Linked DNA regions of Mus musculus: regions 1, 2, 4, 5 and 6 are each linked to region 3. A link is a contact called in public HiCAR-type, Micro-C and promoter capture Hi-C data. All regions are on one chromosome and are shown on one strand. Each heading gives the region's core, a stretch centred on a gene start, on an enhancer-like site or on the middle of the called end of the contact. The rest is flanking DNA. Distances are from core to core; before and after follow the strand shown. Region 1 holds the start of Fastkd2 (FAST kinase domains 2). Region 2 holds the start of Adam23 (a disintegrin and metallopeptidase domain 23). Region 3 holds the start of Fzd5 (frizzled class receptor 5). Region 4 holds the start of Rpe (ribulose-5-phosphate-3-epimerase). Region 5 holds the start of Ino80dos (INO80 complex subunit D, opposite strand). Region 6 holds the start of Ndufs1 (NADH:ubiquinone oxidoreductase core subunit S1).

Region 1 (4,206 bases), core at 57-2,556, 1.0 Mb before region 3:
AATGTATAGTGAAGCAAAAGATGTACTTCCAAAGGGATGGTAAATTCCAATTGTGTAATAAAGAAGTGATTGTGGCCAAAATAGTTTGTATAGGAAGGCCAAAGGAGAAGCCAGACTGAGTGGAAGGAAGGATAGAACAGTAGGGAGCTCTTTTAAGATACTTGGTGAAAGAAGTGGGAGTGGGTGGGTGGGGGACTTTTGGGATAGCATTAGAAATGTAAATGAAATAAATACCTAATAAAAAATAATAATAAAAAGGAAAAAAAAGATACTTGGTGAAAGAAGAGGAAGCAGATACAGTCAACAGCCTGTTCCAGTAAGTAGTGGTGTTGCTTCCAGCTGTCAAGATGGTCTACATTAAAAATGTAGACGAATTGACACTTTGACATTATTTTTACCTAAATTCGTTAAATTTTGTTCAAGATTTAGTACAAACTTTTGTTGTTGTTGTTGTTTAAACTAAATATCTAGTTTATATTTTGTAATTCTAACCCAGGCCCTGCGACATTCCCACATCCAGGTCCTCCATTAGACTACAGATCTTCTAGCTCTTTGCCTTTATCTGGAGGTTGGTTTCTTTAATAGCTTAGTTATTTCCTTCTCTCCATCCATTCCTTATGCTCCTTTTCCCGCCAACCCCGCCGAGGCCTGTGCAGTTGTCCATCATTACATTAGTCACAGCAGATCAGAGGAATTCCTTATACGTTTTGTACCCCTTATACGTTTTGTGGGAATTAAAACTGGCCAAGGGCAGAGGTGGGAATTTTCCCCAACGTGTCCCCATTGCTCATCTGACTTTGACACATTGCCACTGTGTATCAAGCGTCTTTAAATGAATGCCTAGAAAGCCTGAGATGATCCTTCTAAAGGATGGGGCTGAAGAACAGAAGCCAGTTAACAAGGCTGACCACCCATGGGAAGAGATCTGTGGGCTTACTAGAGAAGCACTCACCCGCGATCACAAATTTGGCCATGATTTCTAGCAAGACCTAGAAACTGGGACCGTGGCGTCACGGTTTCCTGGCAACCGCGGCGGGTACTAAAACTGGCGCAGGCGCGTTCAAAAGAGGCTGCACCGCCAGGGGCTAAAAGTTCAAAGTCACTATTTGAATGTTTTGAGTTTCCATAAACAACAATAGATGAACTTTATAAGCTCCGTGTTTTCCTAAGGCTCTCGCTTCTATCTTTTCATCAGAGAATAGAAACTATTCTTTCTGGAAGGTTTTCCTCCCTATTTGCACATGGCCTCCGCGGTCGCTGAGAACCGATGCTTTTTGACTTATAAAAGAATCCGTAATACGTCACCAGACGCGCCGCTTGAGGAGGAACTGTCATGGCTGCGCCTATGTGTAGTCACGGGGTTCTGTTCGAAGGTGAGTGGATGGCAAGCAGAAGCGGAATCGCGGGCCGGATCGTACTTGTCTTTTTACCTAGGGGAGAAAAGTTTGGGAAGTGGCCTGGGTCTTAAGTTTAGGGCAGTGCTGGGCGGCCCATTTGCGGAAAGACACCGACTCCGGTTCCGGGATCTTGATGAACCTGGCTGATTGTAGATTCTCAGGCGGGAAGGACATCGCTTTTTTTCTTTAATTCCGTCCCTAACCAAGACCGACCTGTCCGAGTACGTTTTCTTAACAGTTCGCTTTTGGCCAATGCAAGATGATCTGAAGTGTCCATCAATGATACAGTTTTCAGTGAAGGCCTCCAAAGTAGTGTTAACAAAGTTCTCCTTAGCCGATATTGAACACCTACACAAGACATTCTTATCTATCTTTCTGTCTGTCTTATCTATCTTTCTAGCTGTCTATTTCTATCTCTCAGTTTACCTACCTATCTATGCTACTTTATCCACATTTATTGATTGACTGATTGAAACTACTTTATCCACAACTGCTAAAGTGATTGACCTGGGTACTTTTACAAAGATGAAATAAACGTGGAGGAAGCATACCGAGGACATGTTCCATTTTAATATAAAACTCTAGCGGCTCGTCGGTGCCCATGCAAGCCCCTGTTAGATGCATTTCCCTTATTTAAGCAACAGTTTTTAACCATTATTTCTTTTATTTACCTATCCTCTACAGGACAGTCCACAGCATGTGCTCTTTTTTAGAAAGACGGCAACTTGCGTTGCATCTTGGGTATTTGAAAGTGTGCCAATAGATAGCAGAATGAATAGCAAAGCACGTTCCTTGTTATGGACCATCCGACGATTCAGTACGTTACTTCCAAGAAGCAGAGCTTTGAGGATAGATCCATTGGGAACTTGCAGACCAGAGGTTATTCATTCAAAATGGAACCCAAGAAACCATCGGCTAAATGTTTTTGATGAGGGATTGCAACCATCTGTTAGATACCTCTTTCAGGATATATTTATTTCTAAATCAGTAGATGGTTGTATTCAAACTAAAGGCATAAGCCATTCAGCCGTTTTTAAACCTGATAGGCTGCTTTGTCCTAGAAGACTGTCCTTTGATGCAAAACATTCTTTTGTCTCTGATGGGACATCTGATCATGATTTAAAGAAAATAAACTTTCATCATACCTCCAGTGAAGATGTGTTCACCAAGAAAGTAAGACCAACCCCTGTGAATTATAAAAAGCTAGCCCAGGAGTGTAACTCTCTGAGTGATGTGCTGGACACATTTTCAAAAGCACCTACATTTCCTGGTAGTAACTATTTCTTAGCAATGTGGATAATTGCCAAAAGGATATCTGAAGACAAGAGGCGCTTTGAGAGACAGCTGATGTTCAGTCACCCTGCCTTTAACCAGCTGTGTGAGCAGATGATGAGAGAAGCCAAGATTATGCACTATGACCACCTCTTGTTCAGCCTTAATGCTATAGTGAAGCTGGGAATCCCTCAGAACACTCTTATGGTACAGACTTTGCTGAGGACGATTCAGGTAAGTCCAAAGAGACTTAAGTGTGGCTGTACTGCGTTTAACATGGTTTGAAGGAGCTCAGGGGATGTAGGTGTGTATAGCTTCCTTAAAAGACTATCAGCAGAATGTATGTTTTAATGGCTAGGAGATCTTAAGTTAGATCATTTCTTTTGCTTTGGAAATTTGTGAAAACCTGCCCCACCGACCTTCTCTAGGGTTAAGTGGAAATGAAGAGAGATGCAGAGAAAGGTTGAGTAGTTGAAGGGAGAATGGATGGGAGGTAAACTAGCGGATTTTTTGTTTGTTTGTTTTTTTACATAACCTTAATCCTATTAGTAGAATTAAGACTAGGAAACAGATTTAATGGTTAACAGCTAGTGGATTCCTTTATTTATATACTGATTATATATTGGATGTCAACCATGTACAAGGTACCACATTTACCAGTTGTTATAAAAGATGTAACACATATTTTCTTATAATCATGACCCCTACAATCTAAACTGGAAGATGTATTTGTAGGCAGTTACAGGAGTGGTGGCCACATTCCATTAATGACTCATGCTATGTTGAGGGCACTGTGCTGAATACTCAAGAGTGCAGCTATCAAAGCACACATAGATCTCTCAGTGCAATGAGTGAGTGAATATAGGGTCTTATGAGAGTGTGTAATGGGATTTCCAACCTAGTTTTGGTCTTCAAAACGTGGAGATAAGATATTGAGAAAGACACTAAAGTCAGTGTCCAAGAAGCAGCTGGTGTTTTGTGAGGATTAATTATGAAGGGGTTGGTGTCTGCAGCAGACATTACATGGCTGACATTCAATGGAAAAGGTGGCTAGCTCAGGGAGCTGAAATAGGTTGGTGCATCTGAAGTAAACAAAGCTGGTGACATGGGGGCTGGTGGGAGAGTGTTAGAATTGGGTTGACTTAGAAAGTAGTTGTATATATGCTGAGGGACAAGGAGTTAAGCCTTGAAAAGGTAGTAGCAAAATCATTAAAACTAATGTTTATGCCCATGGAGTTTGTATTTGCCCAGTATGCACAATAGTCCATTGGAGAATTTTAAGACAGAGATTGACATACTCAAGTTTGCATTTTCAGTTTCAGACAGAAGTGTCAGAATCTTGTTTGATGTCACTTATATATGGCACCAGATGTGAAGAAGTAATCATTTACTTTTTAAGATTGGCCATGTGACTCTTAAACTCAATAATTAAGTATCTTACAATACATTAATTTCCTGGAGATAATCTGTGATACTTTGTTTCACTAGAATTCATGAATTGAGTTGTAGGTATATAACTTTTTAATTCTTTATGTAA
Region 2 (4,469 bases), core at 1,644-4,143, 1.3 Mb before region 3:
ATAGTTTTTCTTGTTGTTGTTGTTTTGTTTTGTTTTTAATCTACCTTGTATTCTATTTTGTTCTCTTTTTTTCTTCTTTCTTTCTTTCTTTCTTTCTTTCTTTCTTTCTTTCTTTCTTTCTTTCTTTTTTTTTTGTTTTTTGTTTTTGTTTTTTTTTTCGAGACAGGGTTTCTCTGTGTAGCCCTGGCTATCCTGGAACTCACTCCGTAGACCAGGCTGGCCTCAAACTCAGAAATCTGCCTGCCTCTGCCTCTCAAGTGCTGGGATTAAAGGCATGTGCCTCCACGCCCAGCTTCCTTCCTTCCTTCCTTCCTTCCTTCCTTCCTTCCTTCCTTCCTTCCTTCTTTCTTTCTTTCTTTCTTTCTTTCTTTCTTTCTTTCTTTCTTTCTTTCTTTCTTCCTTCCTTCCTTCCTTCCTTCCTTCTCTCCCTCCCTCCCTCCCTCCCTCCCTCCTTCCCTCCCTCCCTCCCTCCCTCCCTCCCTCCCTCCCCCCTCCCTCCCTCCTCTCTCTCTCTCTCTCTCTCTCTCTCTTTCTTTCTTTCTTTCTTTCTTTCTTTCTTTATGTTACAAGACTCTATTACTGGCTGGAATTTGCCAAGTTAGCTAAACTCTGTCTGAGGTCTACCTGACTACACCTTTTCATCATTGGATTACATTATTATCTTTGTTCCTGGCTTTTTAAATACAGGTCCTAAGGATTTAACTCATTTGTCCTTTTGATTACATGATGAACACATTGTTAGGTTCAATATATGTATTGACTCTCTGTCTAGTCAACACTTTCTTTTTTTTTTTTCTTTTTCTTTTTCTTTTCTTGGATATTTTCTTTATTTACATTTCAAATGTTTTTCCCTTTCCAGGTCTTCCCTTCAGAAACCCCCTATCTCCCTCCCCCTGCCTCTATGAGGGTGCTCCCTCACCCACCCAATGCCATCCTCCCACCTCCCCTACATCCACCTTCTCATTCCCCTACACTGGGGCATCAAGCATCCTCAGGCTCGAGGGCCTCTCCTCCCACTGATGTCCAACAAGACCATCCTCTGCCACATATGTGGCCAGCGCCATGGGTCGCTCCATATAGTTGTCTTTTGACATCCTCATGTGCCATAGCAGACATTCATGTGTGCTTGAGTGCAAGTGCATGTACACACACACACACACACACACACACACACACACACACAGAGGGTGGGGAAGAAAGAGAGAGAGAGACAGACAGACGGACAGAGACAGACAGAGAGACAAACACACAGAGAGAGATAGTTTTTTGTGTGATGCTGGAATGGAGTGCTCAGGGCCTTTACATGATAGGTAAACACTACACCCCCAGCACCTGTTTTTGCCATGTTTTGATAGGGAAAAATGATTTGCATATGGAGAGCCAAGGATAGCAAGTAGGAAAGTCACTAACCTCATGCACTACGAGGTCTCCGTACCCCCTTTTCAGGATGTATATTATAGACAATCTCCTGGCTTACTCATTGGCCATGTATTATCCAAGAGATTTCCCTGGTCCTTAGATAGCATGTTAGGACCTAGCGTTACAATGTGAATGAAAACTGTTGCTGCTCGCATAGAGAGTGTGTGTGTGTGTGTGTGCATGCGAACGAACATTGGTTAATTAATTAAATCCATGTGTCCAATAAATACTCATGCTCAAATGTGGAAAGAAGAGATTAAAATTAATATCTGACACCTCAACCGCTCTGCAGTGTGAGATCTGCATGCAGGCCTGTCATCTTTGTCTGTCTCCAGAAGTTCGTTCCGTGAAGCTCGGGTACAGAAGGTGGCTAACAGCCTTGACTGTTATTTTAATCACACACTTCTAGAACCTTCCCAGCCCTTTCCAAGTAGATATCCTTAGCTCTATTTTAAATATCAATAATGGAGTTAGACACCATTGTTATTACTCAGACCAGTCTTGGGAGAGTGGATAAGTTACTGTTGGTGTTACCAGAGTCCAGTGATAGAAATGGGCCTCAAATTTTAATTAGGAACCACCAGAATTAGTAGCGGCTGCTAACCCACCCAAACCAGGGAACTGACAGCACTGAGCGAAAATACCCCCTTTCTCTGCACAAGATACGACTGGATCTCAAAAATAGAAGTGTGTTCTCAGAAATGCCTGCGCACCCCCAAGGCTGGTTGACAAACGATAGATTTCCTAAGATAGCTGCACGGTTGCTTTCTAATCTCTGTATTTCTTCTATTCCAGAATATGGCCCGTCACACTTTCTGAATTTAGCTCTCTTCAAAGCCCTATGGGCACGAGGAGGGAGGACCCACGACCCTGCAAGGGGATCCCAGTGGCTCAGTGCCCACAGACGCCAGCCTGCGGATGCACCACAGTGCTTCCCACTGTCATCCCACTCGCTGCTATGAGGAGCACAGCTATTTTTACCTCCCTGGCTGCAGCCCTTTATTTGAAGGAAGGAAATAAATAAAGGTTTGAGAAGGAAAATGCATAGTCTCAGTTTTCCTTGCGCTGGAGAGTTGGTATAGGAGTGGGTGTTGAGGATGGGTCGCTTTTCTTGGCAAGTTGTTGCCAGATCAGGCTTGCCCCAGGCCTGGAAACCCTTGCACTTTCCTCTTGGGGTCATCCCTGACTGCAAACTTCTTTCTCCCCTACCTCTGGTCTTTGGAGGTGCCACCAACTATTTTGATGCTGCCTGGGATGCTGCATCACTCTGCCCCCCCCCCCCCCCAGGGCTCCCACAGTCGAGCATGCGCAGCGCGGCCCATGCAGGCTACAGCATCAGCATCTGCAAGAGCATCAGCATCCGCACCCGAAACCCCGTTCGGGCGCGCTCCCGGAGGGTGGGGTGCAGTACCGCGCTGCGCGTCCCCGAGTCTCGCGCCCGCGCCGCGCGTGCCCGTGCCGCTCGCTCCTGCGCGCGCCTCCTCAGCATCCTTAGGCCCGGCAGCAACCCCCGCAGTCACTGGTGCGGCCGCGCCCGCCACTGGGAGGGTGCAGCCACTGGAGGAGGCTCCAAGTTGGTGGAGCGGCGGGGACCCCTCTCTGCGGGCCGCTCCCGGAAAGGCGGAAAGAGCAGAGGACGGCGCGCCGCCGTCCCCGAGACCCCAGCCCCTGACCCCTGCCCGCGGCCGCAGCATGCGCGCCCAGCCGGCGTGACCGGCTCCGCCCGCAGCCGCCCCGCAGCCCAGCCCGGCTCTCTCGCGGGTCACTCGGACCGGCGCCCGGGAGCGATGAGCCATGAAGCCGCCCGGCAGCATCTCCCGGCGGCCGACCCTGACGGGTTGCAGCCTTCCCGGCGCCTCCTGCGGCCCCGGCCGCTGCCCCGCCGGCCCGGTGCCGGCCCGCGCGCCGCCCTGCCGCCTGCTCCTCGTCCTTCTCCTGCTACCTGCGCTCGCCACCTCATCCCGGCCCCGTGCCCGGGGGGCCGCTGCGCCCAGCGGTGGGTATGGCCGGTGCCCTTTGCGTTGCCTTCCCCGCGGGGCCCTGGGGAGGAGAGAGAAGGGCACGCAGGTGCGTGTAACCCGGACGAGTGGGTCCCCAGCCTGGCCTTCGAGCGCCTCCCTGTCCACCTCTCCACCCTTGTCCGTCCCAAGCCCAGGTTCATGCTGGTTCACTTTTGGAAGTCCGTTTCTGTTGCATTCACTAAAGACCCATTCCAGTGACTGTGGGTTCCACCCAGAGGTATTTGGTGGCTCCTGAGTCCTTTAGCGCTCTCTATGTAACTTCCAGTGACAGGAAGATGCAGTGAGCTAGCAAGTTGCTTTTTGCCTTGGGGAACCTTCATATGAATGCGGAGGGGTGGGGGGCATGCAATAATAGTGACAAATGCTTGATCCCTCAAATTCCCCACCAGGTTTAGTCCCTACTGTTGGAATTAAGGTGAGAGAGGCATAATTTGGGGACCAGAGAATGAAAGTCTCCAAGACACTCTTTGCGCATGACCTTTGGCTGTGTTTTCCCAAAATGCTTGTCATAATGAGCAATCAGAATAATACAATGTTGAGCACACTGGTGATTGGAAGTCACTGAAAGCAGAAAGCTGGCCTTGGCAGTAAAAAAGAAAGAATTTGGAAAGTTGCCAGCAACTATAGCCCTTTATGGCAAAACAGTTTTTTTTCTCATCTCAAAGTTAGAAAGAAATAGAAATCATTCATATATGTATGTATATATGTGTGTGTGTATATACATATATATATACACACACACACATATATATATTTCTACATTCACACACACATAATACACATAAACACACACACACACACACACACACACACACACACACACAAATATATTTGAAAGTATCACTTTACATTCAGTGTCCATGAATTCAGGACCCAAGTTTTGTCTGGAGTGTTCTTGGCTCTCAGATGAGGTGATGTTAAGATGGGTACAGTTGAGCTGCTGCATCCTCTGAGGAGGGATGGGACAAGGGTCAGGACCCTTGAGCATGTTAGTTGCTGACTTTTCCCTAAGCGCATTCTGCTTTCTGA
Region 3 (4,137 bases), core at 288-2,787:
GCTCGGGCCAGGCGAAGCCGTACTGGCGCATGAGCGGCGAGCAGCCGGCCTTGGCGCGCTCGCACACGGAACGGCACGGTGGTAGCGGCTTGTGGTAGTCAGGCAAACAGATGGGCGTGTACATAGAGCACAGGAAGAAGCGCAGGTCCGGTGAGCAGTGGATCTCCACAAGCGGCCAGAATTGGTGCACCTCCAGGCCTGCTTCGTCCTGCGTGTCATGGTTGAACTGGTTGGGCATGTGCGTCAGGTTGTAGCCGATGCCTCGGCACATGGGCACCGTGATTTCCTGGCACACCGGGGCCTTGGAGGCGGCCGCTGCCCGGCCCACCAGCTGCGCCAGCAACAGCAGCAGAAGAGAGGGAGGCGCAGACGGGTCGGGTCGAGCCATCGTCTCCTTCTTCCCTTTGCCTCCCGCTGCCTGAGAGGGTCTGCGTTGGCCGACGAATCTGCGGCCGGGGCTTCCCTCTCCGGAGTCTTGAGTGTGACGCCCGGGCTGGCAACCTGTTGGTTTCTTTTTCTCTTAAAGAAATCCGTCCAAAGATAAACTGTTTCTGGAAGGCGCTGCCTCCGCCGGCAGCACTCAGTTCCACACCAGATAGGGCTGGAGGGATGATTAGGGCTCCGACTCCAAGGACAGAACTCTTAAAAGAGAAGGTAGGGGAAAAGAAAAATCGCAACCACTCCTCTTAGAGGAGCGCCAACCACTTGGTCTCCGCAAACCAGCTCCAATCTCAAGATTAACTCCTTTCCTCCCCTCCTCCTAGAACCAAACTTCAGACGCCCCCACCCCCTCCACCCCACTGCCCGCGCCCGCCTCTCTTTTCTGGCCCGGCCCTGCAGGCTGTGCCTGGGGCCAGAGAGCTCAGTCCCCGAGATGGGGGCAGAGGAACCGGGTGAACTGGGAAGACGCGGGCTCTCACCTCGGAGGATCCTGCTGGGCGGCAGATGTCTGCGACCAGCCGGGCTCCTCAGTCGCGCGACTCCGAATCGGGCCAGAGCTGGGAAAGTTTAACGACAAGCTAGGTACCTGTGGCGGCGACACATGGCAGCAGGTGGAGGGCGTTTCAGAGAGCAGGGCGCCCCTCGACCATGGGCGGCGCGGGCCGGTCACTCGCCTTCTCTTCCTTCGGGGCCCCCTGCATGATTCGGGCAGAGCAAGGCAGGGGCAGGCCGTGCCTTCCACCGGCGTCCCGGGGCCGGGACGAAGGGCAAGGGCGCCGGGCAGCACTTGAACTGCGCGGAGGGGTGCGGCAGCCGGAGGGGACCCCGCCACCTCACAGCACAGCGAGCAGCCAGCGCTGGTCGGGCGGGGACTGCATAGTCCGCACCCGCCGCCGCGTCCCGCCAGCCGCTCGCCGCCTCCCCTGCAGGGGGCTCCGCGCTCCAGCAGACTCCGGGGGGCGGTGGCGGCGCTCTCGGGACGCGCCCCGCTCGGCTCCTCCCCCGCGCTCTCGCACTCTTTCGCCCACCTCCAGGGAGCTCCGAGCTGTGCGCGACGGCAGAGGACAAGTCGCGGCCGCAGGCTGACTGCCCTCTCCCGCCCCGCCCGGGTCACCTGCCTCTAATGCCCGCCGGGAGGCCCCGCCCCGGGACCGCCCCTCCCGCCCCCTCCCGCCCTGCCCCGAGCTGGGCCGTCCCACGAATCGCTCTCCGGGTCCCCGCCCACCGCCCCGCTGTCCTGGCCTCTCCGCGAGCGCCCCGCGGCCCCGCCCGGAGCGGGCAGCGGAAGAGCGTCGGCCAATAGTGGACCGGGAAGTTACGAGGGCGGGGTCAATGCTAATGAGTCCTCCCAGAGAACCCGGGCGGGAAACCTGGCCCCAAGTCCTTCTGGAGTTCTCTGCGGTGGTTCACCAGGATGGTGCTCACTTTCCTGAGGGCTCTGTTCTCTGAACGCCGGCTTCCAGGGCCTCCACCAGGCCACCTCTCTCCAGCTGAGTGTCCTTATCGAGGTCTGGCGCTTGTTTAAAGGGATGAGAGGTCAATTCGGTTGTGCCACCTGTCCTCTTTCTAAGCTGCCTTGTGCTAGGTGACAGACGTGCTAGTACTTAATGAGCAACCTCGTGTTAGTTAATCGTTTACACCTTGATACGCGATCTGGATACCGTAGGATTCTGAGGCCAGAACACCTCAGAACTTGACCTACACAGCTGAGCTAACAAGACAGCAGAGACGTTGACAAACTTGTGCCCCTCCCTGTGCGAGCTCCTGGCACACAATAGGCGCTCTGACCTGGAATCCCAAACCAGAAGCTGGGCAGCAGAGTTCACAATCTTTACCACTCACCCCTCCCTTAGAAATATCGATATTTCCCAGGCTTTGCCCTTTTATATATAACAAAATCTTGTCCTTGTGACAAGAGAATGAATTTCTTTCCAGTTTTGGAAGTCTCTAGAGACGTTAGTCCTTAGCAGTTGCGGTTTATAATCCCTGGCAGATCCGAATTTGCCCACAGAGAAAAACTCTTGAACTGGAGCAGTGTACAGCTCAGGGTGCTTGGTCCCCCAGGGTTGGCTGCTGTGCACTCTGGCGAGGTTGAGACCGGATAACCGGGGCGTACTGGGGCAGTGGGAACCGTGAAAAGACCTGCTGCGCACAGTCAACGCAGGGACACGCAGTGGCGCTCTCCTGATGGGTTAGTATACTCCAAGTTTTAAATGTCCCACAAATGCCTCTCTTCTACGAGTTCTAATTAGGCTGGGAGACCGAGGTGTTTAGCATGCTTGAAATTCGTTCACACGCTTATGAAGAGGCTTTAAATTGTAGACTGCTCCTTCACTCCTCCTTCCGCTGGGGGAGGGGAGTGGGAGGGATTTGAAGTAGGGGAGGGCATAGGAGTACTTGAAGGACTCTGAACTGGCCTCACTGACTGAGATCTGTTGGGTTGTTATTGTCTTCTGTGCCGTCTGTACGGGCTGAAAAGCCATCTTCAGTTTATCAGCAAGGCGTTGTGGAGGCTAATGAAACTCCGTGTTTAATCTCAGACATCACAGCTAAATGTTTATAATGTATATTGCTTCATTCCCTAGAATTCTACCTCTTTTATTATTCTATCTCCCTAGAATTTAATCTCTTTAGTTCTTAGTAACTGCTTGGCCCTCGGGGTCTAGAAACATCCCGGGCTAAGAATTATTGGAGGGGTGAAAAACTATAGCACACCAGTCAGATAAGGAAGGACCCGTAGTGGAAAGTATGTCCAGCCTGCCGACATGCCAAGGGAGGCTGCTACACTTTATGTGCTGTGTATGTTGCTGCGATGGACAAGTGTTGGCTAATAATAAAAATTATTTGGAAGTTGGAGAATGTAAACTACTCACACTGGAATTCACCCAGGAACCTTGGGTTGTTCCACTTGGTTCTGCCTAGACCATTACTGTCTTACTGCTCTGTCAACCTTCCTTAACAACAAAAATCTGACTTTTGCTTAGAGATCCCAAGTAGTTACAGTAGTAATGGAAGGGAACGTTGGCTGGGTGTGGTGGCTCAGACCTCTAAATCCAACACTCTATAGGGGGACAGCAGGAAGATTCTGAGTTTGAAGACAACCTGGGCTACACTGACAGTCTGTGTTTCAAAACAAAATCCAAAAAAGGTGACAAAGTAAACGTGTATCTTTTTTTGTGTGTGTGTTGTTTTAGTTTTTGCTTTCCCACATATATTACTTAAAGGTTATTTTAAGATATGCTGATTGGGGCTGGAGCTCAGCAGTTAAAGAGCATTGTGTGCTCTTTCAGAGGACCTGGGTTCAGTTCCCAGTACCCACACAGTGGCTCACAACCATCTGTACAATCCCAGGAGAGCTGGTCCTTCCTCTCTTATACCCTTCATGGCTGCCATGCATAGACCTGGTACACATGCATGCATGCAAGCAAAACATTCATACACCTAAAGATAAATCTAAAAACAGAATAGTTTTTTTAAAGTATGCTGAGTACTTAACATACCTCAGGCAGGCTGCTAAATATTTTGCCTCGTTTAATGCTTGGAATAATCATATACAGAAACTGTCACCAGAACAACTCATTGGGTTTATTGGGTGTAACTAGTCCACAAAAAGGGTAGCAGTCGATATTTCTTATACTTCATTATTATTACAGTTAATAACAATGCGGTACAATTGTAAATTACTAAGAGTAGACT
Region 4 (3,991 bases), core at 1,095-3,594, 2.0 Mb after region 3:
CTAGAGTTTCCGAGGAAATAATTGAGTGTGTACTGAGATCCATAGGGAAGAAAAGGTCATAAATGAATAGAATTATAGTCCAAAACATGAACTAAGTACCTTCCTTGAGTTACACAGGATACTTTACCAGAGAACTTTCCCGAATTTGCTGCTGTCACATAGAGTCCCACTTTCACTCTGTGACCTCACACTACCAATCCATGGCCTTGTGTCTCAGCAGTGAGTAAACTAGCCCACTTCCTCATTTATTTTTGTGGGTCTCAACTGCAGCATTTTAGAAGCAAACTTTGATCTGACACTCAGGAGAATAAACACAAATAGAGGGCAGAATGTATTTGGAAAAGTTTATGATAAATTTACTTATATTATTTAAAGATCATTTAGGATCATAAATCTACGTACCTCCATGATATTTTTAATAGTCACTGTGACCATGGGATTAAAGTCCTTTATTAGCCATTTTGTAGGTGAAGACAAAGGATTGACTACACAGCCAACTTCCTTCAGATGACTATAAAGTCTGTTATGAATACTGAATGACCAAAGAGCATGGAAAATGCATCTGAATAAATACTGAGATGTTTATGAAAGATATTTATGAAAGCTAATGATTTCTGTGTTTGAATATGCACATATAATAAAATAAATCTAAGATCATTTAATGTGCTCTAATTTCACTTCTTTCCATTGGGAATGGGATAGCTCATTCAGGATCATTTTTCAAGACCTGGTCTGTGCCTTCCTTCATCTCTTGTTCTTCAGACTTCCACTCTAAAGTGGAAGCCTAAAGCCATTTTTAGCTTAAAGTCACTAATGGGTAAACACCCCCAGTCCCTCTACCGCCATATTTGATACCTACCTACTTCTGTTTCTCATCTTCTATCTTTCAAAATAAAGCAAAATGTAGATATGGAAGACAGCAAGCCAAATTGACTTCACTGCCCGGATTATGACCCGGAATGCTGGTATATCCCCAAGTCAGAATATTAAAGACTATTGTCTTCTAACTGTGTCCCCTGCAGAAACCATGGCATCTAAATTACCAGCATGCTTTTAATAAAACTATGAGAGCCCTATCCTTGTTCTTTAGGAATTGCTCTTGTTCTATCCACGTGTATCTTCATGTACCTTTTCATTTTTTCCTGGCCCAGACTCTGGATACGTTTGACATTACGCCACTTATCCATTTCAAGAATTATGGCTGGATAGCAACTCTATCAGACTGGCTATGAAAGACCCACAACGTGAGGACTCCCCCACGTTCTGACTCAGGAGAGGCGACACCCCAAATCACACAAGAAACGGTCTTACTGCAAACTTATTCAAGAGGGCTCTCGGGCCCACGGTCATACACCACGCAGGGGTAGAGGTCTGTGGCACACCGATTAGCTGGGTAAGGAGGTATTTAAAGGAAGAAACCACAACTCAAGGAAGTGGGGAGGGCTTTGTTGGAAAATACCAAAGATACCAGTTAAGAGTCCCAAGGAAGTGCAAAGTCACAAGAGTCACAAGGAATACCTGGTAATTGTTCCAGTTATCTCTCAAGACAGTTTCTAAGAGCCCCTAACAATAGCACATTTGCATAGCAATGGTCAGGGTGACTTTCTTTGAATGAACACTCTTTGAACCCAGGAAGCGGGTGGGTGGAGGAATGTCGCTATCTGTTTTATGATTAGCATCATTAAGTCACAGAGGTCACATTCCCATGCCTGGGCCTAAAGGCCTAGAATTTTGTTTTTACGTTATACTTTCAGCTACTGCAAAAATTCCTACACTGAGTACTCAGCAGTCACCAGTTATCAGCAGCTTGACTAAGGAACATCTCAGAAGAGAGGACTGTAAGAGACAGAGGGTGGGGGAAGTTCAACGGAATGCTGCAATTAATGATTGCATAAGCAACTGTGGCTCCCTGCACAAAACCTACAGACACGTGAGGTGAAGTTATTTAAGTAGGAGAGGAGTTAATTGGGAAGAAGGGGTCAGGAGGAGTGGCTGGGGTAAGAAAGGGTAATGGGGTTGAATATGATCACAATATATGCTATACGTGTATGAAACAGAGAAAAAAATAAAAACAAATTTCCTACATTGTAGGTGGTAGTCTAGCTGATCAACCCGTAGAACTTCTTACATTGTACTCAATAAACTATTTTCCCTTTCAAAAGGAAAAGAAGCCAGAAGATCCTTGGAAATCCAAGACAGAAGGCAGAAGCTCTGCACCTGGCTCCGCCCCTAGCCAGCCAGCTGACGCCCCCCCCCCAGGAGGAGGCGGGACTTCCTCGCCGCAGGGCAGCTGCTTCCGGCAGAGTCCGGAAGAGAGTGCGAGGTGGGAGGGGGCGGAGCCAGTGCGGCGCGCCCAATCGGGACGGAGTCTTGGCTGGCCCGGGCTCTCGTGGGCTCACTCGCTCTAGGGAACCGGCACCATGGCGTCGGGCTGCAAGATCGGCCCGTCCATCCTCAACAGCGACCTGGCCAACCTGGGGGCCGAGTGCCTGCGCATGCTGGACTCGGGGGCCGACTACCTGCACCTGGATGTAATGGACGGGTAACTCCGCGGGGCTCGGGGCGGGCTGGCCGCGCGGGTCGGCGTCGCTGCACCTCAGCGAGCGCCTGTTGGGTGCACGGCGCCCCTGTGCGACGACGGGCTGCCTGGCCAAGCGCGCTGCCGAGGGCACCGAGCCGGCCCTGGCTGACTTTGGGGCCCGGTCCTTTCCCCGCCACCCCGTAACCTGTGGTGATAGGACCCGGGAGCCACCTCCAGTGTTCAGGATCTTCCTCTGGTGAACTCGTAGAGAAACTGAGGCCCAACGGGACAGGCGCGACTTGCTCGATCGAACTCAGATAACTAACTAGTTCTCGACAAAGCCGGCAGACAGCCTCAGCTTGACACCTGGATGGGCTTCCGGAGTTCGACCACTTGCCGACTTGTCTTAGGCAAGCCGCTTCAGCCTTGATTGGGACTCGGGTTCAGTGTGAGGAAAATGGAAGGATTATTGATCATAGAACGCTTCCGCGTCTTGGGGAACTTGAAACGAGCAAGTCCAGTGCCTGGCGTGTAACAGATTCTCTGCAGTTGTTAGTTGTATCGAATAACCCATTCGAATTCTGATTTTCCTGTCTATTTTCTCTTCAGGCACCCTGCTCTTCAGGGAGGTCAGTTTTTTTGTAAGTAATTTTTAAGCACTGTAGTTATAATGCTCAGAATCAGGGTACAAGTTTCCTAAGTTGGTTCTAAAGTGAGGAAACAAACCTAGACCCAAAGGAGGCTGGAGGACTTGCTCAAGATTACAGAAGATTGTGACAGACTTGGAACTTGAATCTTCTTGGCTTTTTGACTAGCATTTCCCACCGAAAGTTTACATAAAATTATAAAAGACCTTGGGAGTGAGATAGAAAAATAAATTTATTTCAAATAAGCAAAATCTGTTTGCCCTCAGTCACATTGGCAAATATGTGTTATTTACATCAGTTTCGTTTCTTGTTGGAGGTTTTGCTGTTCTTTCTGGTTTTTTTGAGACAAGGTCTGTATAAATCTTAACTGGCCTCAAACTCAAAATCTTGCCTCAGCTTCCCAAATGCTGGGATTATGGGCACGGGTCCCCACACTCAGTTACACTAATTCTTTTTAACATCACTGCTGTTTTGTCCATAGCAGTTTTGTTTCTTTTGGCTCTCCGTGGTTAAATCTCATTTTTCTTAACACTTACTTGAAAGCCCTTGACCGGCTGGAATGTGTACCCCAGAGATGGTGTTGATTTCGATGCCTGAGAAAATGTAGGGGTCCTAGCATGGCACAGACTGCAGGTGTAATGAGCCTGCTTGATGCAGAGGGGAGGGGTGGACACCAGTGCTTTCACTTTGCTAATACAAATGTTGCTGTAGACCAGGCTTGCCTCACCTGCTTCTGCCTCCTGAGTGTGCCCAGCTTTTTTAACCTTATTTTTAAACGTGTCTAGTTTTTGAGATTCTATATAATATAACTAAATCATTCCCC
Region 5 (3,921 bases), core at 1,130-3,629, 1.6 Mb before region 3:
AATCCATACCATCTTCAAATATCAAGACTTTCTTAGGCACAATTCTAAATGACTGGGTATCTAAAAAGGCGCTCTCTTTTAGACAAAAGCAAAGAGTCCTTGGAATCCTTACAATCCTTGTAAGGAGCCTCAGTGTGATGCCTGACAGAAGCCAGCGCAGACCAGAGCATGGATTATCCTGATGCTCTGCGATGGTCAGGCAGCTTTTCACTAACTACTCTGTAGACTGGACCACCTCTGCCAGCAACCTCCAACCTGCAACCAAGCAGGACACAAGAGCACCTGCACACACACACACACACACACACACACACACACACAGAGCCCCAAGCTCTGAGAGAAATATGGAAATTTCAAAAAAGAACTAATAAAAGAAGTCAAATGAAGTCTCCACACATGCCCACACTGGGGCTGGGGGTGGCAGGGCCACATTGCAATTTCAACATAAAACAATACCCAGGTGAGGTCAGTTGTAGCCTCGATAAACAGCCTATCCTTGGAAAGAAAGAAACTCTTGATTTGGAAACTTAAATTTACTCCACGAAAGAAAAAGAAGAGAAAAAAAGTTCCAGAGCTGATGGCACCAAAACAGAACCAAAAAAAAAAAAAAAAAAAAAAATCTAGTTCTTTGACAGGGTAGGCCAAAGCCAAACTCTAATGTTCGGTTCACAGGGCTCCTCCACAGACAACACCACCCCCAAACTGGAGCAATGAGAACTTTACGCTTCCATAAACCCCCGTGGTTTCTATTCTAGAGTGACACCTAAGGACATCACCTAAACCGAAATAGGCTCAGAACAAATCGGGCATTGCTCCTTGCGCTGCAGGTAGACCTTACTTCCCCAGGCGCCCAGCCCTCCAGGTCCTTCCTCCCAGTTTTGAATGCTCTGTCTGTCAGCCGAGGTCTCCCCCATGGCTTCAGCGTCTGAGTCGGTTCTAACCGGACAAGTGACCAACTAAGAGGGGTAAAGTCCTACCACGGAGGGCAGGGGACTGCTCCAGAAGCCTGCCTGGTCCTGCCCCTCTCCCTGACAGTTTGCTCTCTGCTCTCTTCTTAACTACCTTCCTGCCGGAGCTGTCCAGAGAGGGAGACTGAGGACCCAAAGGAGTCCGGGAGAGAAGGTGGGGGTAGTAATAAAGACACAAGTAGCACCCCCACAGCTCCTTGGTGGGGTGCTGGGTTTTTTAAAAAGGGGGGAGGAGGGGAGGCCGATGGACCCTGACTTTGCAATAGAAACAGCACCTGAATCTACCTCCTCCCTTCCCCACCCCCGAAAGCCCAGTCACTAACTAATAAAGCTAAGAAAAACCCCTTGAAAACTTTTCCAAACCGGAAGAGACGGCTTCTCCCCGGGCCCTGGAGCTCTTGGGGAATGGGCTGGAGTTGGCAGCCCCGTCGGGGATCGCGGGGAGCGGGGTGGGGCGCGGCGCGGGCGAGGGGTGCAGGGGCGGAGTACCTTGAACGGACAGGAACTGGCAAAGAGTTTCGAGCCAGCCGAGTGCTCGCCCCCCGAAGCCCTCGGGGGTCCCGGGCGCTAGGACCGGGGCTCCCCGGAGAGAAGGCGGCCTCCAATTCGGGCCTAAAAGGAAACTTTCCGGGCCGCGGCTGCACCTGACTCCTCGCCGCCCCTCCACCCCACGCCCGCCAGGCCGCCCGCCCCGCCCCGGCCAGGCCGCCCAGAGCGCCGTGGAGCGGGGGGGATAAACAAACCCAACAGTTACCGGAATCCGGGGGGCCCCGTCTGCGCGATGCCCGGGGACGGGGTGCTGCCGCACGGTCCCCACTCCGAGGCCCCGTCGCCCCGGTCCCCGCCGCCCAGCCCTCCGTCCCGCGGGAGAGCTTGGGGCCGGCGCAGGATGCAGCCCGCCCGCCCGCCCCGAGGCCCCGGGGGACCCCAGGGGCGCGGGAGGCCTGTGGCGCGGGGGCAGGGCGCGGCCGCCGCGGGGCCCGAGGCCTAGGGCGCCCCCCCTTCCGCAGCACTCCTGGGGCCCGGCCCGCGCAGGCCGCGCCGCTCGCCGCGCTCAGGCCGCCGCCGGAACCCCCGCCGACGCTGCCCGCGGGCGTCCCCGAGGCCCCCGGTGCCCCATCCCCCGCCACCCCAGCGCCGGCCCCACTCACCCTTTCATTCTCCGCCCGCGGCCTGGCGTGGGCCGGCGAATCCCCGGCCTCACGTAAGCGCGCTCGCCGCCCGCCCTGCCTACGCGGCCCAGCCCGCCGCCCTACGGGAGCCCGGGGATGTGGGCCGGGCCTGGGGCCGCCTCTGCTTACCTTTCAGCTGCTTTTTTTTTTTTTTTTTTTTTTAATTTTTTTTTCCTCCTTCCTCCCCCTCAACCCCCCCTCCCTCGCCTAGGCTGACAGATCAGAGAGGCGCTGGCAGTGGACTTAGGGAGCTCGGCTGCTACTGCTCCCTCCCTGGGCTTCGGCAAGAGTCTTTCCCTGTCTAACACGAGGGGTGAGGATCATATTTTTATTTTGGAAACTAAAAAGTGCTCCCAGGGTCGGTGATCATTAAGGGGAAATCCCTGAATATACTCTCCAGCCAAGAAGGCAGGGCTGCCCGCCTGCACTAGAAGAGGCAGCAGCCTCCTACAGCACCACTACAGGCACCGCGAGGACATAACACCACAGAGCAGTTCCTCTGCCCTCCGAAACGACAACTTTCCTACCATCTTGGAGGCAGAGGAGAGAGGGGCCAAGGGGAGAAGTGCACCGGCTCCAGCCAGATAAAGTCCAAATTTCTACCTCTCATCGCTGGAAAAAAGCCCATACTTGAGAAAAAGCAGGGAAGAAACAGAAAGGAGGTCGTGTGCTCCGTGGTGGGGAATGTTTCTGCACCTTCTGATGGAAAGAAATCTTTACAAGACACAGGTTTTACGATATTATTGTTTTCCATGTTAACTTTTTCCATAAGGGTGACAGTGGCAGCTTACTTTTTTTTTTCTATTTTTTTTTCTTTTTTTCAGGCTAATAATGATTTTTCTCTATGGCAGGTCCAAGTTCTGTATCTGGTGGCCAGTCTGTAAATTGGCACTTGAGAGACTTAGAGGTCACGGTATTGTCTTTATTTAATGCTCGTTTATGTTGTATGTATTCGTACTTATGGTTTCATGTATTAGAGGTAAGATTTTGTGGTTTTGGTATCTGAGGAACTGAGGCTGCTGAGAGTCAATTGTAAAGAGATGGCTTTTGTCTTCTCTCAGAGCAATGTAAGTAAAACCTATTGACTGCCCAGAAAGGCATAATACAGCTGTTTATTTTTCACGGTGCAAATAGAAGTAGTGTGTATTTAAACTCTCAGGACAGCTGAGCAAGCCAGTTCATCTATCAGCCCAAGAAGAAAGATGACTCCTATAAACCTAGCAACAGATTGAAAGATGCCTTGGATTTTCTTCAAGTAAAATTATTTATTAAGAATTATATCTAGAATTCCATTTCTGTTATTTTCTTTTAGTTTGCATAGATTGATGAATGTCTAGGCCTTTGGTACATTGCATACTTTGCTGCCTGCTTCTTGGAACACAGAATTGAGGGGTAGGCTTCTCTTCCCTAGTGTTGGAATGTTCAGAACTTCCGGTGTAGTGTCAGCCTGTTGAGCGACTTTGTACATTGCAAAGATGTAATAGGTTTACTTTTTTTAAGTGATTTTTTGTTTTATGTACATTGGTGTTTTGCCTGCGTGTATGGCTGTGTGAGGGTTTTAGATGCCCAAGAACTGGACTTACAGACAGTTGTGAGCTGCCATGTGGCACTTGAGCTGGGTCCTCTGGAAGATCAGCCAGTGCTCTTAACCACTGAGCCATTTGTCCAGCCCCAGAATCTCCTCCCTTTCTTTCTTTCTTTTTTTTTTTTTTAATGAACAAACTTTAGCACATAAACAGGATCAAAGAAAAAGTGCACCAGGCATGGAGACAGCCAGCTGC
Region 6 (4,483 bases), core at 534-3,033, 1.6 Mb before region 3:
GAATCATGAATTTGAGGCCAGCCTGATCTACACCCATGAAGCTTCATCCCATAAAAACAGCCTGCACTACATCAAGAGTTTGGGGATAACCTGGCTTCTACACTGTACAGTTTGTTTTACTGGGGTTTTCTACTTGGTGGGGTTTGTTTGTTTGTAGACAGACCTCATGTACCTCAGACTGGCTTCACACTTGCTATGAAGTCAAGGATTAACTTGGACTCCTAAACTTCAGGCCTCCACTTCCCAAGCAAGGAGCAGAATTATCAACACGCACCACCATGTCCAGATTGGTATATATTTTACTGTTGTTGTTGTTGTTGACATTCATTTACTTACTCCGTGAGTGTCACCATAAACACACAAGGAGGTGGGTGGGGCGGGTGCCTGTGAAAGTTAAAGGACACCCTTTGAAAGTCAGTTCTTTCTTTCCATCAATGTGGGTCCTGGAGATCTAACTCAGGATGTCAGGATTGGCAAGCATCATTTCCAACTAAGATCTTTCCCAGCTCTAATATGTATTTTAGACATAGTATCTACCAAATAGGAACAAAAATAGCCAGTCAAGTCAGGGATGTAGCTCAGTTAGTAGAGTCCTTACCTAATCACACACAAAGTTCTCCGTTCAATCCTCACATCTCAGCCTCCCCTTTCTGGAATTACAGACAGGTACCATCATCACACCCTGGCTCTAATATCTTGGCTGTATCTTATAAAAGTAACTTTCTAAAAGGCGCTGATGAGCTGGCTTAGAATATTAGATTTAGTGATGGGGTGGGGGTGGATCCCAGAAATCTGTTTGGTCTTACAGACATGAACCTCACAAACTTGAAGACACCGCAGCTTCCTGATCTGCAGCGGACTCCAGGCTAACTTTTTAAGATTCATTTTTAGTTTATGTGTGCATGTGCTTATCTGTGTGTGGGTAATGTGCACTTCTAAGTGCCGGTGCTCACAGTCCAAAAGAGAGTGGAGAATTCCCTGATAAGGTTACATGGCAGCTGGGAGTCTTCTGACTGGGCTAGTGGGAACCGAACTCGGATCCTCTCTGCAAGGCACTCTTAACCGCTTGACTCTCCCTCCAGCTCCGACTGAGCTAACTTTTAGTTTTTGTCAGTTCTCCCCGTCGGTGGAATGAATAAAATACTACCCAACATGATCACCGGGCTAGACAAAAACAAACAGTAGCGTGGACAGGTTCAAGACAGCAACTAAACCGATGCCTGAGGTTTAAGTCTCTCGTGACCCTGGGAGATGAACCGGTCTCCTGATGACAGGGCCATCTCCTGTCTTCCCCTGCAAAGAGAGAGTAGCTCGCAAGCCCGGACTCCCAAAGGTCTCCTGATCGGCTTAGGCTCCATCAGACCAGAAACCAAGGCTCATAACCCTCACCTGCCGGCTCTCCCGGGTTCCAGAGGTGGCGGGGCAGGAGCTGGTACCCAGTCAAGGGCAAGAGGAGAACGGCTTGTCTGACCTATGGGATGCAGACCTGCCAAAAAAGAAAACACCACTCGAAGCGCTTCAACTTGCCCACTTCAACGCGTCCTCACCTTTCCTCCGGAGCCCACCGAGTAGTTCCGCGGACCTGTCCGGGTCTCCCTGACCCCTCAAAACCCTGGCCGCTAAGTCAATATGGCGGCCACGGCAACCTCTGTCAGCCCGACCTGGAGGACGGAAAGCCAGGAGGGACTAGAAACACAGATTCGACTGTTTTTCCCCGTCTTCGGACCTGTTCGGCAATTTCCGAGAGCGAGCCCGGGAGGAAGCGGAGAAGACGACTTGGACCTGCAGTTCCGCCGGAAGTAGCCGAGGCCTTGCGTCCGAGCGCTTTCGTTCAACTCCGGCTCCTCAGAGGGCGTTTCCCTTCGTTTCGGAGTCCTTGGAGCGAAGGCATTTTAAAATGCCTCCTTTATTAATTTTCTTCCAAAGACAAGGGAAGGCCGGCGGACGACCTGTGGGCCCTTTAGTTACCAAGTCGCAGTGGTACGCGGAGGACCGAGACTAGGAACGGACCTTGACCTTTAACCTCTAGCCGGGGCGGCGGAGGGAAACGCCTCCGTCTCTATATAAGGAGTTTTCCGGACGCTCTGGGTCCTTTTTTTCCCTCAGCGCTGGCCGCGGCCTCCCGGCGCTCTCGTCCTCCGCTTTTGCACAGCTCCCCGTTCCAGCCTTCGCCATGGGATTCGGAGACCTGAAAACCCCTGCCGGCCTCCAGGTGCTCAACGATTACCTGGCGGACAAGAGCTACATTGAGGGGTGAGCAGGAGCCGAGAGGCTGGGGGGCCGGGGCCACGTGGCGCGGGCTCGGCGGGAAGGAAGCGGGTCTCCGGATGCTGGGGGACGCCGAGTCAGTGCTCCCGGGGCCGGGATGCCAATGGAGCGGGACCTCCCGGGAGGGGCTGCCAGCATTATAATTGAGATGATGCTTGCTCTCCGTGTGCCCACGTCCAGCTGGTTCTTCCGCGTCTTTGGACAAGTTAGTTTGTTAGTTGAAACCTGTGGCAAGTCTGGTGGGATGAGTTCTCCTGGGTGGCAGATAGTTCTTGGGCTTGCCTAGATTCAAACATGTTCTGTGTCCTTTCAATGAGAAGCAACTTAGGCTAGCCCTGTAATTGTTCTCACTAGTTAGCTTGACGGATATGGGCTATGTCATTTACCAGCTAGTGTTTGTGTCTTTTCTTTTAAAGGTCTGTGCACTTGTTTTTGTGTCACTGGCAGGTACGTGCCATCACAAGCAGACGTGGCAGTATTTGAAGCAGTTTCTGGTCCACCACCTGCTGACCTGTGTCATGCCCTACGTTGGTATAATCACATCAAGTCGTATGAAAAAGAAAAGGCCAGGTAAAGGTATCTTTGTGCTACCTGGATTTTCACATGCAAAGTAGGGACCGGGTTAAAGTTGGCTTTAGCATTGCTGACCTAGTGTGAGCTGAATTTCTTTGTGACCTTACAAGGCCAAGAGACTGAAGTCCTCCATTTTCTCACAGAACAGGTAGAACATGGACAACCGCAGTTCACCTTTCCCACACCTCTCTGATCATGTGCTTTGGACCTGGGGGGGCCACCGCTGGGGTGTGAGGGTAGCTCGCTCATTCGGTCCCTGGCCATTCTTCTGAAACTACCAGCAAGGGTGGAAGTTTGGGGAAGTGGATTCCAGTTCACTAAGAATGGAAGTGAGCATACTTAATGAAATCTCAAACAGATGTTCATTCTGAAAGAGTAAGCCGTAGTGAGTACTGAATACAATGTCTCCCATGGGTGAAGAGTAAAGTTATTTGCCTGGGATTGTGCTAAAGGTTAAATAACCAGAAGAGAGTGGGAGTTCCTGGGAAAGGAAGATTGTGTGTTTTGCCTAGAAAGGGCTTTGACACTGACCTAATGTGGCAGAATGTTTGTTTTCAAGCCTGCCGGGAGTGAAGAAATCTTTGGGCAAGTATGGCCCTAGCAGTGTAGAAGACACCACAGGAAGTGGAGCTGCAGATGCTAAGGATGATGACGACATTGATCTCTTTGGATCTGATGATGAGGAGGTATGACTTCATCTTTATCCAAGCATATTGAGAAGCCTGAGGACAGATGCCATAGCCACTCCCTGGATGGATCCTGGCGTGGCTTTATTGTCTGCCTTTTAAAATTTATCACTGGGTACATGATGAATAAAATCAAATCACCTTCTTTCGGCTGAGCTCCTGATGGATTTGCTTTTTCTGATAAATCTGGTGGGTTTTGTGATGACCTTGTCACTACATTTAAGCAGAAGATAACCAACTTTGTGAAACATCTTTTCTCTGTACAGGAAAGTGAGGAAGCAAAGAAGCTACGAGAAGAACGCCTTGCACAGTATGAGTCCAAGAAAGCTAAAAGTGGGTAATCTTCATTGTTAGTAGTGTTGATTTCAGGAGCTTGTCCAGTGCTTGCCCTAAAGTGGATTTTCCCCAGTTAAATTGAATGGGTCAATATTTTAAAACTTCCACAGCTACTGGTCTACAGCTGTCTTTATGGTAGCAGTTGTAGCATTCCTCTGTGGGAAAGAAACTGTTACACAATTTAATGCCTCTTTCTTAGCCACACAGGAGGAGGATTATGTGTGACAGACACAAGGCAAATTGTGTGTGTGTTTGACAAAAAGATGGTCTGTTTTAAAACAAATTTGAGATTTGACTTAATGGTGAAAGTGTTGAGTGTTTAGGTGCACTTCTTAATCTTCCTTAGAGCCTGCAGTTGTTGCGAAGTCTTCCATCCTACTAGACGTGAAGCCTTGGGATGATGAGACGGACATGACAAAACTAGAGGAGTGTGTCCGAAGCATTCAAGCAGATGGCCTGGTGTGGGGCTCCTGTAAGTGTGATGCTTGTGTTTTAGGGATTTGTGCGTTTTCCCGTAAGGATTTCCTAACATTTACCCCTTGATGTTCTTTTTTAGCTAAATTGGTTCCAGTGGGATATGGAATTAAAAAGCTTCAAATACAGTGTGTAGTTGAAGATGA

Evidence for each region. Promoter capture Hi-C pulls out the DNA fragments that hold promoters and counts their contacts. A called contact is a pair of places that touch in the nucleus more often than the background predicts. HiCAR-type assays count read pairs that join an accessible place to other places. Capture Hi-C pulls out chosen DNA fragments and counts their contacts.
Region 1: a contact with region 3 is called in a promoter capture Hi-C map of liver, with 6 times the contacts expected there. The contact joins the promoter of Fastkd2 here to the promoter of Fzd5 in region 3. A contact is called at or near these places in 15 of 39 promoter capture datasets (the 3T3-L1 cell line, the C10 cell line, the HPC-7 cell line and 10 more), 6 of 484 Hi-C or Micro-C datasets (B cells, CD4 T cells, double positive thymocytes and 2 more), 9 of 115 datasets of contacts at active chromatin or transcription factors (astrocytes, bone marrow-derived macrophages, embryonic forebrain and 5 more) and 3 of 9 other capture datasets (adipose tissue, liver and macrophages).
Region 2: a contact with region 3 is called in a HiCAR-type map of embryonic stem cells, with 2.3 times the contacts expected there. The contact joins the promoter of Adam23 here to the promoter of Fzd5 in region 3. A contact is called at or near these places in 2 of 39 promoter capture datasets (the 3T3-L1 cell line and embryonic stem cells) and 3 of 115 datasets of contacts at active chromatin or transcription factors (astrocytes and embryonic stem cells).
Region 4: a Micro-C map of embryonic stem cells shows a contact between it and region 3, with 4 times the contacts expected there. The contact joins the promoter of Rpe here to the promoter of Fzd5 in region 3. A contact is called at or near these places in 3 of 39 promoter capture datasets (the C10 cell line, liver and pre-B cells), 1 of 484 Hi-C or Micro-C datasets (embryonic stem cells), 2 of 115 datasets of contacts at active chromatin or transcription factors (embryonic stem cells and large pre-B cells) and 1 of 9 other capture datasets (embryonic stem cells).
Region 5: a promoter capture Hi-C map of the HPC-7 cell line shows a contact between it and region 3. The contact joins the promoter of Ino80dos here to the promoter of Fzd5 in region 3.
Region 6: a contact with region 3 is called in a promoter capture Hi-C map of liver, with 4 times the contacts expected there. The contact joins the promoter of Ndufs1 here to the promoter of Fzd5 in region 3. A contact is called at or near these places in 3 of 39 promoter capture datasets (liver and pre-B cells), 2 of 115 datasets of contacts at active chromatin or transcription factors (astrocytes and large pre-B cells) and 2 of 9 other capture datasets (adipose tissue and liver).

The regions. Positions count from the first base shown.
Region 1 is chr1:63,729,319-63,733,524 of GRCm38.p6, forward strand. Fastkd2 (FAST kinase domains 2) reads left to right here and starts at 1,307. Exons shown (of 12, transcript NM_172422.3): 1 at 1,307-1,373; 2 at 2,082-2,903. The coding sequence starts at 2,169. It overlaps Mdh1b (malate dehydrogenase 1B, NAD (soluble)), which reads right to left and starts at 1,000. Exons shown (of 11, transcript NM_029696.4): 1 at 953-1,000. The coding sequence starts at 974.
Region 2 is chr1:63,442,998-63,447,466 of GRCm38.p6, forward strand. Adam23 (a disintegrin and metallopeptidase domain 23) reads left to right here and starts at 2,894. Exons shown (of 26, transcript NM_011780.3): 1 at 2,894-3,415. The coding sequence starts at 3,214.
Region 3 is chr1:64,736,213-64,740,349 of GRCm38.p6, forward strand. It overlaps Fzd5 (frizzled class receptor 5), which reads right to left and starts at 1,538. Exons shown (of 2, transcript NM_022721.3): 1 at 921-1,538; 2 at 1-641. The coding sequence starts at 388.
Region 4 is chr1:66,698,487-66,702,477 of GRCm38.p6, forward strand. It overlaps Rpe (ribulose-5-phosphate-3-epimerase), which reads left to right and starts at 2,345. Exons shown (of 6, transcript NM_025683.3): 1 at 2,345-2,542. The coding sequence starts at 2,421. Unc80 (unc-80, NALCN activator) reads left to right here. Exons shown (of 65, transcript NM_001368824.1): 65 at 1-664.
Region 5 is chr1:63,112,092-63,116,012 of GRCm38.p6, forward strand. Ino80dos (INO80 complex subunit D, opposite strand) reads left to right here and starts at 2,380. Exons shown (of 4, transcript NR_045915.1): 1 at 2,380-2,453. It overlaps Ino80d (INO80 complex subunit D), which reads right to left and starts at 2,176. Exons shown (of 12, transcript NM_001114609.1): 1 at 2,120-2,176.
Region 6 is chr1:63,175,039-63,179,521 of GRCm38.p6, forward strand. Ndufs1 (NADH:ubiquinone oxidoreductase core subunit S1) reads right to left here and starts at 1,784. Exons shown (of 19, transcript NM_145518.2): 1 at 1,548-1,784. It overlaps Eef1b2 (eukaryotic translation elongation factor 1 beta 2), which reads left to right and starts at 1,793. Exons shown (of 6, transcript NM_018796.3): 1 at 1,793-2,253; 2 at 2,716-2,838; 3 at 3,401-3,527; 4 at 3,794-3,860; 5 at 4,210-4,335; 6 at 4,420-4,483. The coding sequence starts at 2,174. It overlaps Gm26457 (a small nucleolar RNA gene), which reads left to right and starts at 3,639; the gene lies at 3,639-3,716. It overlaps Snora41 (small nucleolar RNA, H/ACA box 41), which reads left to right and starts at 3,985; the gene lies at 3,985-4,097.